4 separate regions of the Mus musculus genome follow, and regions 1, 2 and 3 are each linked to region 4. A link is a contact called in public promoter capture Hi-C data. All regions are on one chromosome and are shown on one strand. The core of a region is the stretch at or near the end of the contact, and the rest is flanking DNA. Distances in the headings are between cores, read along the strand shown. Region 1 holds the start of St3gal3 (ST3 beta-galactoside alpha-2,3-sialyltransferase 3). Region 2 holds the start of Dmap1 (DNA methyltransferase 1-associated protein 1). Region 3 holds the start of Artn (artemin). Region 4 holds the start of Rps8 (ribosomal protein S8).

Region 1 (3,570 bases), core at 1,071-3,570, 980 kb after region 4:
GATGACTGTAAGAGCTGAAAAAAAATCAATGTCAGAGCAGTGTGGTGGCAGCCCTGGGACCTGTCACTAACTGCACGAAGCTGGCTGGTAACTGAAAGCAAGAGGCAACGTGGATTCCAGCTCAAGGCAGCTACAGAAGTGACATCCCCATCTAAGTGCTACTCATGGTATCTTTCCTGCCGGGTCCAGGTCCTCATGGCGATTGGTCTAGCCTTTGATCCCCATAGGACAAAGGTGTTTCTCTAACCCACCATTGGATTGCTTTTGTTTACAACAGGGTCACTAGGCTAGCCTCAAGCTCACAGTGTAGTTAGAGATGACCTTGAACTTCTTCTTTTTTTTTTTCCAACATTCAAAGCTTTTTTTATTAAGAGTAAGATCCAGGGTTAGTTTTTGTAGCCTCAGCTGGCCCTTCGGCCTCTGGCACGCTCAAACTTCCGGCCTTTGGAACGAACATAGGGTTTGGTATCCTCCTGTGACGCCATGCCTGGTTTTACAAGGTGCAGAGGATCACATAGGGCTCCTTGCATGCTAGACAAGGACCCTACCAACTGAACTACATCCCCAGCCCCCAACTTGTCTTTTGTACAACCTCATCTCCCTTTCTTCTGCTGCTAAGAAAGCCCTGGAACCACACACAGCATCGAGTCCTCCTCTGCCATCTTCCGCATCCTGGATTTTCACTGGCTCACTTCCTCTCCAGGTAGCCTTTCCACTCTTTGTGGCTCAACTCAAAAAACTTCAGTTCCGCCATGAAATCTTCCTTAAACACACTCCCGTCTCCTCTTGGAATTCTAGAGGCCACACCCTGAGTTTCTCATCTGTGTGTGCTTCACTTCCACATCCTACAGAGGTCCAGAGAACAATCTCCATAATTTAATTGTCCAAGTTCCCCTCAAGTCTACACCTTGCACAAAACATAACACGGATTCAGTAGGCGCTTGACTGTGTGAGCAAGCTCACTAGTCTCTAGGAACACACTTGCTTTGCTTCATCATTAATAACTTGTTAGGAGACACAGACATCAGATTAGCGAAATGGAGCAACCAACACCACTTTATATTTCAAAATGTCTGTTATTTTAGGAGACTATATGAAACTCCCATCTGGTCATAAGGTTTTACTCCAATTTTTAATCCTCCAATCTTTCTTCTTTTCCTTTCTTCAGTCTTTTGAGACTGGGTCTTGCTATGTGGCTCTTGTTGACACGGTTTTATTATTCTATGTAGCCCAGGCTGGCCTCTGAAGCAATCCTCCTGCTTCAGCTTCTGAGTGCTATTACAGGTGTGCACCTACTACCCCGGGATCCAATTCCTCTGAGTCTTTAATTGAAAGTTTAGGGACACAAGTGGAATTGTCATGATGTCTACTGTGCTACATGTCAGGAACCTAACTCTAACTCGTGGCTTTTCCTTCCTTCTCAGCCCATTATCTATAGTGCTAATAATTCAAAGGACCTCAGAGAAATGTGTTAAGCACTCTTTGCTTTCTGGGATAGCAGCCGGCTCCCTTCATCGGTCACTCCCTAGGTTAATTACAGTGACTCAGTTTTACCACCTCCCCGTACTCTAGAGAAACAGACAAAAATTAAATTTATTGAGGAATCATAAAAATGGGTGCTACTGTAAAAAGGAGTCTAAACACATCTGTGGGACATCCGCCTAACCAAATCTACCGTCCTCACTAAGCTTTTCTCTCGCAAACAAGACCACTGAGAAGACAATGAGGAAGCACTCCAGAAGAAAGGGTAGCGAGAAGACGTACTTTGATAAACTGACCCGGTCGCTCCGAGGAGGATCTGGCCCCGGGGAAGGCAGAGATGACAACCGCTACTCTTGGTGACTCCCGCTAGGCTTTCCCCGGACTTTCTTGCGCTTGTCCCACAGCGGGTCCCGGGTGACCGTGACCCTCCTTTGCGCTCAGACTCGCGCGCCTGGGACACTGCACACAGGTGACCTCGGCGCGCTCGGCCCGGCTCGCGCGGCCCTCTGGCAGGCCTGGCCCCCACCCGGGCCCGGGCTTTGGTCCCCAGCGCGGCTCGGGCCGGTCTGGCCGGGGGAGGGGCGCGGCGGCCGAGAGCTGCTTCGGGGACGCAGGGCAGGCCTTACCGCAGCAGAGAGGGAGGCCGGGGGCGGGTGGCGCCAGGGCGCACGCAGAGCGCGGAGGCAATTGCAGCGCGAATAGCGGGGACAGCCGAGGGGACCCCAGAGGGAGCCCAGGACGCGGCAAGCTGCACGGGCGCCGCCATGGTGGGGACGCAGCGGCGGGACCACCAATCCTGCGGTCCGCCTCGGCGGCCGCGCCGGGGGTCGGGCATCAGCAGCCAATGGGAGCACCGGAACCGGGCGGGGCGCCAGGCAGGCCAATGCGAGGCTTCGCCGCAGGGTTGGGCGGGCCCGGACCCCGGAGACCCAATGGAAGCCAGAGGCCGAATCCATCCCCTCCCCATCCCCGGGCTATAGCTGGGGCTTGGGAGGAGCGCTGCGTGGAGCTGCGGTGCGTGGGGCTGCCCGGCTGCGGTCAGGTTTCCTCTGCTTCCCAGAGGAAGTCTTCTGTCCCTACTTCACCACTCTGCTGTCAGCCCCTGACGCTGGTGGTAACCTCTAGAACGCCTTCTGAAGCCCTATCCAATCCCGTGAGGGTAAGAGGCCTGCTAAGTTCAGGCGTGACCTCGAAGAAAGGTCGCAGATAGGCCACAAAGCCACCCCACATACCCAGTTCAGGAGGTCGCGCCCTCATTCTGCAGCGGAGTGCATTATCCTAAGGCAGAATTTAATACAGAATTTTCCCAAAGAGGAGGTGGGGACATAACTTGGCACTCTCAGATGCCAATCTTATACAAGGTATACAAGACATAAGTTTCTGCTTTGGCAAAAAGCTGAAGTGCAGTCTTTGGCTGTGGTGGGTCATGAACCCAGACTAGACTACACTGGCCAGGAAGTGCCTAAGGCAGACCCAACTTTGAAGTTGAGCAAGTTTAAAGCCCCAGGCCATCCCCAGCACCAGAAAAAAAAAAAAAAACAAAAACAAAACCACAGGCCAGTTTTATGAGACTTGGGAAAGTCCCATAGCTTTTTATGAACTGGGAATTTTCTTATAATAGGCCAAAAATATTTTTGAATGGTTGACTTAACTAATCATGGTAGTGGTGGTACGTACTTAACTACTCTCTAAACTGAAGCAGGATTAAACATTCAACAACTTTGTGGGTCTCAGTATCTTTGGGTTTTGTTTTGGTTTATTTTGTTTTTGTTTTAGTGTCTGCATGAATGTATGTCCCAGTGCCTGTGTATCCCAGAAGGCCTCATAGCCCCTGGAACTAGAGTTACAGACAGTTGCAAGCCACCAAGTGGACAGTGACAACTGAACCTGGGTTCCCCAGAAAAGTATTCTTAAGGGCTAAACTATCTCTCCATCCCACAGTGGGCTCTTCTTAGGGACAAAAAAGTAGAGAGGGCTGTCGGGTATAGCTTGGCAGTAGTACGTTTGCCTCAAACATTCAAAGGCTTGAATTCAATCCTCAACTCCCATAGAGCTGGGATTACACCAGGCACGAGATTATCCGGTCCT
Region 2 (3,192 bases), core at 350-2,849, 530 kb after region 4:
TGTGAGGAGCAGCAGTACTTGAAGGGCCAAGGGAAGCCACTAAAACCCACAGGAGATCCAGAAAAGGGCGGAATGCAACAGGCAGAAGAAACCCACAAGCAGCACTTGACCTAGAACCGAGTGGGTAACTGAGGCTGGGACTGAGCACATCTGGAGCCAGCCCTGGGAGACTGGAGAACTCAGCAAGTGGCTCAGCTTTGCTCTGTTAGCAGCTCACCTTATTGAACCTGGCAAAAGGGTAGTCCTTGCCCTCCTCCGCCGCTCGTCGCCAGTGGAAAAACATAGCGCCGTCCTTTCGAGCTGGGTTAGTAAAAGGCATCCATTTCCAAGGGCGAACCTTCTTGGACCCCAGTTTCGCCTTCACTGTCCGATACCCCTGACCAGTGTCACTGGGCAGCAGTGGGGGTGCATCCCTGGCAGTGGAGGTGAAAGGTTAGAAGCAGGTGTGTGAAGAACCTCTAAAGCCATGAAGCTCAGTCTACCCCAGAATAAGGAAGTCATGTCCTGGAGCAAGACACTGAGCTGTCCTGCAGGAGGAGCCCTAGTTGGGGATACTGGCGTGGGGGAAAGTAGAAGAGAAAATAGGGACATAGGGCTATGCCTGGTGAGCTAGGGGAAACACGGAGGACTTGGGATTCCAATACTTGCTTTTTGTCAGAGTAAAGCAAAGCATAGACCTCCCGATGCATGCCCTCAGGCCTCTTGAAGGTCAGCGTCTCTGAGGACTTCTTGGACTTTTTCTGGGAAGAAAACCACAGGGAAAAAATGATGGCCCAGACCCACCCTTCCTTGAAGTTTTTACCCAGCCCAACCTGAACAAACAAATGCTGAACTAAAGTCCCGGGAACCCACTCATGGGAGCGTCTCTACACCGTCTGCACAGGTTTCCTCTCCCCGCTCGCGTCTGAGTTATCAGGGAAGAAAGTCCTTCCCTCACCTCAAGACTGTCACAATGTCTTGCTCTCTCTTCCCAACAACTTACAAGTGTCAGGTTCCCTCGGTCCTCTCGTCCGTTGGCGGTTTCCCCGCTCTCTTGGTCCCCACCTCCCAGTGTCCCCTCTTCGTTACATTAAGGGTGGCATGCTCTTGTTCCATTGTAGCTCTCCTTTTATTATCACTTCCACCATCTCTCTTCTGGTAACACCCCTTCCCATCCCTTCGCCAACACCTTCACCCACACTTCAGCCCGCTCAAATGCCCCTGCTACCTTGTCCGGGTTGATAATATCCTTTTTGCTGATGGTCCCAGAGGCGGCATCTCCCTCTGGACCCCCGAGTTCTAGAATGTCTCGTACATCTGCGCCCGTAGCCATCACGCCCGAGGGATGAGGTAGTACCCCGACGTCAAGGGTCGGTACCTGCAGAAAGACTGTGCTACCGTTAAGGGGGCGGTGTCCCTGCAACTCCCGCTCCAAGTGGGGGCAGGGTGAAGAGGCCAGCGCCAGAATGGTCCACACCAGGTTTGGGTGCTGCCTCGTTCTCCGCCTCCCCGCGCAGGTGTCCCTTACGGTCACACTGTCCTCCCTGCCTCGCCATCCCCGGGGAGCCACACCTGAGTCCCCCCAGCTGTAGCCCACTCCTCAAATTACCTCTCTCTGAAGACCCACGGATAGGAACTTCCGGCTGTGCGTCGTAGAAACGCAACCCTTAGAAACACTTCCGGTCGGTGCTTAGACAAACAGGAGCCGGCTAGCAACCCAGTGTGCAAGCTACCGGGCAGGCTGAGTCGCTCGCCTGGAATTCCTGCTGTGCTCCCAGGAATCCGCGCGAGGCGATGCGGGGCTTGCTTTTGACATTTACCTTCTATTTCTCTACATTGTGTCCCGGGCAATGAAAAGAAAACCTGAAGAGAACTCTGTGACATTGAAAAGTCACTTATTTTCTCAAAACCTATTTCAAAACACTTAATTTGTTTACAAAATGAAAATTGTAACAGCTCCTGCTTAAGTGAAATACCAATAACCCATGTAAAACAATGGCACAGTGCCTGGAACATTATTTTTTTTCTTAATTAACTGGATTAATGATAGTAATTGCCTCTGCTCATTCAGTGCCTCTCTATATTACCAGGCATTGCCATTGTGCTAAACTTTCAAAGCAGAGCTAAACTAGCTTCTCCAGCTGCCAAGAGAGTAAAATAGAAGCTCTCTCTCTCTCTCTCTCTCTCTCTCTCTCTCTCTCTCTCTCTCTCTCTCTCTCTCTCTCCCTTCCTCCCTCCCTCCCTCCCTCCCTCTCTGCCTCCTCCTTCCTATCCCTTTTCTTTCCCCACCACCCAGGGTGGCCTCTTAACTCACAGCGATCCCCCTGCCTCTCAAGTGCTGGGATTACAGGAATGTGCCACCAGGTCAGGCTCTTAACTTCTTTATTTAATTTACAATTCCCCTAAAATGAGTTGTGAATCTTGACTCTTTTTTTTTTGGGGGGGGGGGCAGTGTAATGTACAACACACACACACACACACACACACACACTGTACTGTCAACACACAAACTAGAGTTATCTGATAGATGAAAACCTTAACTGAGAAACTGCCTTTAAGATCCAGCTGTAAGGCATCTTCTTATTGAGTGGTCAGTGGGGATGGCCCAGCCCATTGTGGGCGGTGTTATTCCTTAGCTAGTAGTCCTGGGTTCTATAAAAGGCTGAGCAAGCCAGGAGAAGCAAGCCTGTAAACAATACCTCTCCATAGCTTCTGCATCAGCTCCTGCCTCCAGGATCGTACCCTGTTTGAATTCCTGTCCTGAATTCCTTTGGTGATAAATAGCAATGTGGCAGTATAAGCCAAATAAACCCTTTCCTCCCCAACTTGCTTTTGGTCATGGTGTTTCATGGAAGCAATAGTAATACACACACATACCACGCCACATGTCTATGTACTTAGGTTGTCAATATGTAGGAATGACTAGAAGCCCTTATCTTGTTTTCACAAGGGAGTATGTCATTTCAACTGCTTTAACAGCTATCAGTCTATTTACTCTTGACTCCCATATTAGTAGTCGCTATCTCCTGCCCCCCTCCAAGTACGGCCTAAAAGAAAAAATGACAAGGGGCTGGAGAAATGGTTCAGTGGTTAAGGGCACTACTGCTCTTCCAGAGGTTCTAAGTTCAATTCGCAGCACCCACATGGTGACTCACAACCATCTGTAATGGGATCTGATGCCTTCTTCTGGTGTGTCTGAAGAGGGCAACAGTG
Region 3 (3,406 bases), core at 408-2,907, 770 kb after region 4:
AGTTCCTTCCACTCCATGCTCAGCGTTCACTCCATACCTTGGGGGAGGAAGCAGAGCCCTGAAGAATTTGAGTGTCAGTTGGTCACTTGGATTATCTGATGACTTGCAATCTTCTTTCTGGACCCAGTGTCACCTGAATTCTCTCTTATGCCCACAGATGTCTCCCAAGAGCTTGCCTATTATCTGGGGAAGCGATGGTCCTTCTGAAAACACAGGGCCTGGACCATGGCTTCCTGTGGCCACCAGGGGGCAGAGCTTGTCAAGCCTGCGGATTTAAGGGGAGGGGGCTTTTGCACACGCTCTGCACATTTAGGTCTGAGCCATTGCCAGAAGGACCAGCTAGTCCTTCACACCAACCTGGTCTCAGAGGGCTGAACCACTCCGAGATCCGGCCCAAGCCTGGACCATCTGCCTCCTGTGGATCTGGCCCCCTAGCCTTGCTCCTAGGAGTTTCCCCCATAAACCATCCTTCCTGACCCCAGCCCGCACCTCCAGTCTTTGTGAACCACTGCTCTTGGACCCCTAGAACTTTTAAGAATTCTCATTAGTTAGTCTCTTCTTGGGTCCCAGATGTAACCCTCCATCCTTTTGCTGGCACACAGAATACATGGAGAGGGGGAGCGACATATGATGACTCCAGGATAAGACACACACCTCCCAGGCCTTTATCTAGTTCCTCCAGAGCTAGGCGTGTGCCCGTTGGCTAACTAGATTAAAATCCCTAGAGACCAGACTGGCTACTATTCTCTCAGATGGAGGGAAAGTCAGACAAGGCAGCCCTGGGATATCTGCGCTAGGGGGAGCCTAGGAGCAAGTCCCTCGAGGACAGCTCTGACCAATTTCTCCTTTCTTACCATTTGGGATATTTGGTCCTCCAGCCCTTGCCACCCCTATCCACCAGCCCTATACTCACCAAAGGGGTCCTGGTCCGTGTCCTTCTAGGCGCCTCTCCTGGGACCAGTGCTGGGCTTTCCCCCGAAGCTCAAGTGGATCATGCCCAGAGTTGTGCACCTGGCAGCGCCTCTTTTAGTTAAAAGTGGGGCCTTGGCAGCCGGTCTGTGCCCTGTGGCGGCAGCGGGAGCCTCACATTACAGCCAGCCAGGAGGGTTAACACAGTCCAAGAAGCTAGCGACAAGAACTGGAGGGGCTGGGAGGGGCAAAGAGCTGCGCTGAGGGCCCAGAAGAGAGAGGCTGAGAGAAAAGTGGGGAGGAAGACCTTTCTGCCCTTTCTCCTGCCCTTTGAGCGTCCATCAAGGGGATGGGCAAGAAGGCTGGCTTACCTTGGGTGCAGGGCTCCAAGCCCCAGTCGCAGCGAGGGCTGGGGCCCGAGGGACTTGTTGCTGGCAGAGCCCGCGGGCCGCATCTGGGGGCCGAGCCCAACTCCATCCCTCAGCAGCCTCCTGCCCGCCGCCGTCCGGTGTCAAATTCCAGCCCCGGCGTCACCAGATCCCGGGGTGGGGCCCAGAGCGCCCCCGCCCCGCCCCACCTTTCAGGGCTCACCTGGCCGCTCCACCCTCCGGATCCGGTCCCCGCTGGCTAGGCTAGGTCCCTCTAGGTGGGGGCTAGACATTTGGAGAAGACCCCAGGAGGCAGAGTAGAGATCGCGGGCTGCAGCGAGACGCTGAAACTGGGAATTCGAAGTTGGTAGTCAAGCAAAGTAGGGAACTGGGAGGCCTGGCCGAGGGCGGGAGAGCGCGAGGGAGGGCGGCGAAGGAGGGGCAGCCTGAAGGAGAGTTCCAACTTGGGCTGCGCAGACATGGGGGTTCTGGCTAGCTACTCTGTATCCTCAAGTGGTGACTCCGGGACCCTCAGAAGGTTCAGCTGCCTCGGAGCGACAGGGCTCTGCGTTGGGCTCCCACGGTCCAAGGATACCCTGTTTGCTCAGTTTTAGGGTCGGGGCCTCAGAGGGACTCGCGCACATCCAGTGAAGGCAGTGAATGATTGTGTGTGTGTTGGGGGTGGGGGGTGGGTGCGACCAGGGATGAAGAATCAGAGGACCTCAGAGTATTGAACTGGAGTCTGAGATGCGATGAGGCAATTTGGCAGGTGTCTGGAGGTTGGTTGATGGCCATGATCAGAATTGTTCTACCAACTAGTCTGGAGTTCATCACGAAGATGCTGGAAACTACTGACCTAGTCTGAGTGTGGTCATTTTCGTTGAATGCCTGCACTGGAGAGAGTGTGGTTTTGAGACAAGCAAGACAGAAGAGGGATGCAGGCTGCTGGGGACAATAAGATAAACCCTGAGCAGGGTTGTGGGGAGTTGGGGGTTCCAGGACCCAATCCCCTACATTCCTTTTTGCCTGATTGGACAAAGTGAGGTGGTAAAATTCTAGGAACTGGCTTTCCCTAGGAGAGGGTCAGATGTGGGGTTGGCGGTTGGGGGAGGGGGACATGTGAAACCAGTGTTGGACATGCTGAATTAGAAGGGTCTGTGGACTCTCCTGCTAGAAATGCCCCAGAAGCAGCTAAATTTGTAGCCGGGAGTAAAGTGAAGGCAGTTGGGCTAATGATGACAACTTGGTATTTGCCAACCAATACGTGCAAAAACAGATGCTGAGAGTGGGGAAGGGTACCCAGTGCATGGACCCGATGTGCCCTGATCATGTACCAGCACCTCTGTGGACCTTGAAGAACTACCCATGGGGCTGGAGAGACAGCTCAGTGGGTAAGAGCACTGAACTGCTCTCCCCAAGGTCCTTAGTTCAATTCCCAGCAACCACATGGTGGCTCACAACCATCTGTAATGGGATCTGATGCCCTCTTCTGGTGTATCTGAAGAGAGCAATGGTGTACTCATATATATATATAATAAATCTTAAAAGGAGAAGGAGGAGGAGGGGGAGGGGGAGGGGGAGGAGGAGAAGGAGGAGGAGGAGGAGGAGAAAGAATGGAAGAAAGGAAGAAAAGAACTACCCACATCTACCCACATCTGGGCCACATCCCAATCTGAATCAGACACTTGGGGTGGGCAGGTACATAGTTCCAGGTTTTCACCTGTGATTTTGGCACATAGCCAGGGTTCCTAACCACTGATTTTTTTGTTTGTTTGTTTTGTTTTGTTTTTTTTTTTTTTGAGACAGGGGTTTCTCTGTATAGTCCTGCCTGTCCTGGAACTCACTTTGTAGACCAGGCTGGCCTCGAACTCAGAAATCCACCTGCCTCTGCTGGATTAAAGTTGTGCGCCACCACATCCGGCCCCTAACCACTGATTTTGAGAGAGCAGTTTTGTGCAGTGCTTGAGGCTGAAGTCTGTGAGGGTTATCCTCAGACTCCACAAGGCTGCATGGGGTGAGGCACATAGGACAACACGGATGGACACACAGCACATACATACATTTTTCTTTTCCCATAAAACTGGCTGCTGAATTGAGGTGGCCGTTGCAGCTAGGGCTACCACTGACAG
Region 4 (3,541 bases), core at 727-3,226:
ACCGAGACAGTGCCGCATCATCCCCTGCCCCCAGCTACACAACCTGCTTTCCACCCACACAGCACGTTATTAGCCACCTACACTCACATGTACCCCACTGAACCAGGAAGGGTCCACCCACCCCAGCCCCACAGCCACCTCACCTAGAAGCTTGCCCTGCTGGAACTGCTCCTCCAGGAGGCTGCTGATTTTGGCATTCTTTTTCCTTTCATCGTATTTCTTTTGAATTTTCTTTGATCGTTTTTTGTTTAAAATCTCTTCCTCCTCAGGAGTCTGAATGAAAAGAATATGAATTGATTTGTCACCAGGAAAGTCACAAGCCTCCTTGAACCCCCCCCCCCCAAGTCGCCATGCTTGCCTTCTTCAGCACTAAAGTGTTCATCTCATTCCTTCAGTAGCAGAACTGGACAGTATTTTCATCACAAGAAGGCAGCACCCATCCCACCCCCAGCCAATCAACCCCTTACAGGAAGACAACGCACCAGCTTGGCCCCCTTCTTGCGGCCCAGGGGCAGTGCATAGTGGGACTCGTACCACTGTCGGTACGGCGTGCTGTCAATAAGCACGATGCAGTTCTTCACCAGGGTCTTGGTGCGGACAAGCTCGTTGTTGGATGCATTGTAGACAACATCAATGATCCTTGTTTTGCGAGTACAACCTGCATACAAAGAGAGATTCACAATCAGGGGCTGGGGCAGTTAATGTTTTTTTATTACTGAAATCTTTTTTTAACATTCTCTAGAAAGCACCTCTCATTGCAGGAGTTAAGAGATCAGAATATGGCAAAGAATTCTCCAACTACCTCAGGATCTTTCAGCAAGAACAAATTCAAATACTTCAACACCTACTTACACTCAGAGCCCCAGGAAAAGTTCCCCACATCCAATCTCAGGGCACGGTACTTCTTATTGCCTCCTCGAACTCGGACTGTGTGTATGCGGCGAGGGCCAATCTAGAGAACACAAGAAGGCCAGAACATGTGTCATCAAAACGAGTGGGGACTGGGAGAGGAACCCGAACCAGACGGAGGTAACAGTCAGTGTAACTATGACAAGTCCTTGCATTGGCAAGTGGTGTACAGGTGGCCAAGACGGCCATAACCACGCCTAAGGATACGTTTTCATCACCCTAGTTACCTCCAGAAAAAGCCAGACCCCCCCTAACACAGGAAGAACCCCAGTAAGGAACACACCAAGCTTGCAGCTCTCCCACTCCTAGGCTCCAGTAGACCCTAAGCTTGGAGATTAGGGTGCACAGACCCTGCACGTGGACACACTTCCATGTCCAGTCGCCAGCACCGAGAAACCTGAGCCTTACAAAGGTGATCACAGCCACTCGTGTTCCCCAGCAAACACGCTCTAGCGCAGGGGAAGGCAGCCTCTCCCAGTCGTCCTCCCCCCGACCCCCGCACGCACCTTCGTGTTGGCAGCGGGCCGTCCCAGCTCATACTTTCGCTTCTTGTGGTAGGGTTTTCGCTTACCCCCGGTCTTGCGGCGCTTGTGCCAGTTGTCCCGAGAGATGCCTGTGTGTGGGAGCGAGGACGCAAGCCTGAGCAACCGGGCCTCGCCGCCGGCCAATCAGCCCGCTCCCGAGCCCCGCGCTGCGCGGGCTGCCCGCACGCTCAGCTCTCCAAGGTTGGCTTCCCCACGACGCAGTCGGGAGTGTGCAGCATACCCAGGTGTCATCATCCGCGTGCGGCCCGGCCCGCGGCAGCCATGTTGGCCCGCTCGCAGCCCGGAGCCCCGGAGGCGGCCGCAGCGATCTCCACAGCCCTAGCCCACCGCAGGCCCTTGCCACGGCTGCCCGTGGCCCATGGTCGGGCCGAGCATGCGTCGGGAGGCAGGATGGAGACGGATGGAGCTCGCTCCCCCGCGGCCCGACCCGGCCCGCAGCAACACTCACCCATCGCTCGGCGCTGGCTGGAAAGAGGAAGCGCAAAGCTTCACGGTCCGGTTTCTAAAACTCAGCCCCGCCTTCTTTACGTCTCTTCCGGTTGCCGGGAAGGACCTGGGGCCGCGGCGAGCCTGGGACGCTGGCACAGGGGAGGGTCCTGCGGCGTGCGAACTCACGCGGACCCCGCCTCAAATCCCTTGACCTTGGGCGGTCTGGAGGGCGGGCTCCTTAAGCTGAGCTATAGGGCACACTTGCCTGCCTGTTGTGCTTACATTTTGTCCTTTAAATTTTTTTTTTTTTTTTTTTTTTTAAACCGGGCGTGGTGGCGCACGCCTTTAATCCCAGCACTCGGGAGACAGAGGCAGGCGAATTTCTGAGTTTGAGGCCAACCTGGTCTACAAAGTGAGTTCTAGGACAGCCAGGGCTATACAGAGAAACCCTTGTAAACTTGTAAAACCAAAAAAGAAAAAAGAGTAAAGGGCCCTAATTGGAAAAGTGAAGTAGTAGAAGCTCCAACGCTCTGTTCACAGGGGGACTTGACCCTGTATATGAACACACAAAATTCATGTGTATCTCTTACATGGCAGCAATTAGCAATCAAAAAGGAAATTAAAAACAGTTTTAGTTCTGGAAAGATTGGTACTGCAAACTGTGCTCAGGGTCTCTTCAAAAGCATCAAGTGCTTAGGTCGACTCACAGTTCCTGAAATTCCAATTCCAAAGTATCTGACAATCTGGTCTGGCCCAGTGGGTCAAACCTGAAATCCAGCACTGAGACAGAGAATTATCACCAGTTGAGGGCTAGCCTGAGCTAAAGAATGAGCTACTGCTCAGTGGGAGGAACAAGCGGCCGGCTGAGGAGAAACTGAGGCACTAGACACCCCTCCAAGTGAAATCAAAGCAGAGGACAGTGGGGCTCCGGCGTCAGACAAGATGAGAGCTCAGTCAGTACATTTTATTTCTTAAACTTAAACGTCGCCTTGAATGTCAGTGAACGTCTACTTTTAAAGGGACCTCTCACCTGACCGATTTCTTTTTGAATTTTAAACTTTAACTTCAAATGTTTTAAATTTTGATTCTGAGGTTTTTACTGCGTGTATCCGATTTTTTTTTTTTAAAGATTTATTTATTTAGTATATGTAAGTACACTGTAGCTGTCTTGAGACACTCCAGAAGAGGGCATCAGATTTCGTTACGGATGTTTGTGAGCCACCATGTGGTTGCTGGGATTTGAACTCCGGACCTTTGGAAGAGCAGTCGGCCCTCTTAACCACTGAGCCATCTCGCCAGCCCCCCCCCCCCCCACGATTTTACAGTTTTGAAGCGATTTTTTTGTTGTGTTTGTTTTTTTGGGGTTTTTTGTTTGTTTGTTTGTTTTGTTTTGTTTTTTTGAGACAGGGTTTCTCTGAATAGCCCTGGCTGTCCTGGAACTCACTTTGTAGACCAGGCTGGCCTCGAACTCAGAAATCTACCTGCCTCTGCCTCCCGAGTGCTGGATTAAAGGCGTGCACCACCACCGCCTGGCTTGAAGAGATTTTTAATTTTGTTTTAATATCATTTAATCATTTTAATATCATTTAAAAGTGTTCTTGAGCCAGGCCTGAAGGCACAAGCTTGTGATTTGCCTTCCAAGTGCTGGGATTAAAGCT

The links. Promoter capture Hi-C pulls out the DNA fragments that hold promoters and counts their contacts.
Region 1: a contact with region 4 is called in a promoter capture Hi-C map of liver. The contact joins the promoter of St3gal3 here to the promoter of Rps8 in region 4. A contact is called at or near these places in 11 of 39 promoter capture datasets (the 3T3-L1 cell line, the C10 cell line, the HPC-7 cell line and 6 more).
Region 2: a contact with region 4 is called in a promoter capture Hi-C map of embryonic stem cells, with 2.1 times the contacts expected there. The contact joins the promoter of Dmap1 here to the promoter of Rps8 in region 4. A contact is called at or near these places in 5 of 39 promoter capture datasets (the HPC-7 cell line, embryonic stem cells, hippocampal neurons and 2 more), 3 of 484 Hi-C or Micro-C datasets (cerebellum, embryonic stem cells and palatal mesenchyme) and 2 of 115 datasets of contacts at active chromatin or transcription factors (bone marrow-derived macrophages and embryonic stem cells).
Region 3: a promoter capture Hi-C map of liver shows a contact between it and region 4, with 2.4 times the contacts expected there. The contact joins the promoter of Artn here to the promoter of Rps8 in region 4. A contact is called at or near these places in 6 of 39 promoter capture datasets (erythroid cells, hippocampal neurons, liver and 2 more).

Annotation. Positions count from the first base shown.
Region 1 is chr4:118,132,626-118,136,195 of GRCm38.p6, forward strand. It overlaps St3gal3 (ST3 beta-galactoside alpha-2,3-sialyltransferase 3), which reads right to left and starts at 2,321. Exons shown (of 12, transcript NM_009176.5): 1 at 1,765-2,321.
Region 2 is chr4:117,680,626-117,683,817 of GRCm38.p6, forward strand. It overlaps Dmap1 (DNA methyltransferase 1-associated protein 1), which reads right to left and starts at 1,600. Exons shown (of 11, transcript NM_023178.2): 1 at 1,589-1,600; 2 at 1,208-1,357; 3 at 649-740; 4 at 218-413. The coding sequence starts at 1,312.
Region 3 is chr4:117,928,106-117,931,511 of GRCm38.p6, forward strand. Artn (artemin) reads right to left here and starts at 1,658. Exons shown (of 5, transcript NM_009711.4): 1 at 1,281-1,658; 2 at 914-1,147; 3 at 1-37.
Region 4 is chr4:117,154,156-117,157,696 of GRCm38.p6, forward strand. It overlaps Rps8 (ribosomal protein S8), which reads right to left and starts at 1,977. Exons shown (of 6, transcript NM_009098.2): 1 at 1,903-1,977; 2 at 1,416-1,522; 3 at 853-952; 4 at 483-658; 5 at 144-273. The coding sequence starts at 1,906. Snord55 (small nucleolar RNA, C/D box 55) reads right to left here and starts at 1,693; the gene lies at 1,616-1,693. LOC115490046 (a small nucleolar RNA gene) reads right to left here and starts at 1,134; the gene lies at 1,031-1,134. Gm22980 (a small nucleolar RNA gene) reads right to left here and starts at 7; the gene lies at 1-7. It also overlaps Snord38a.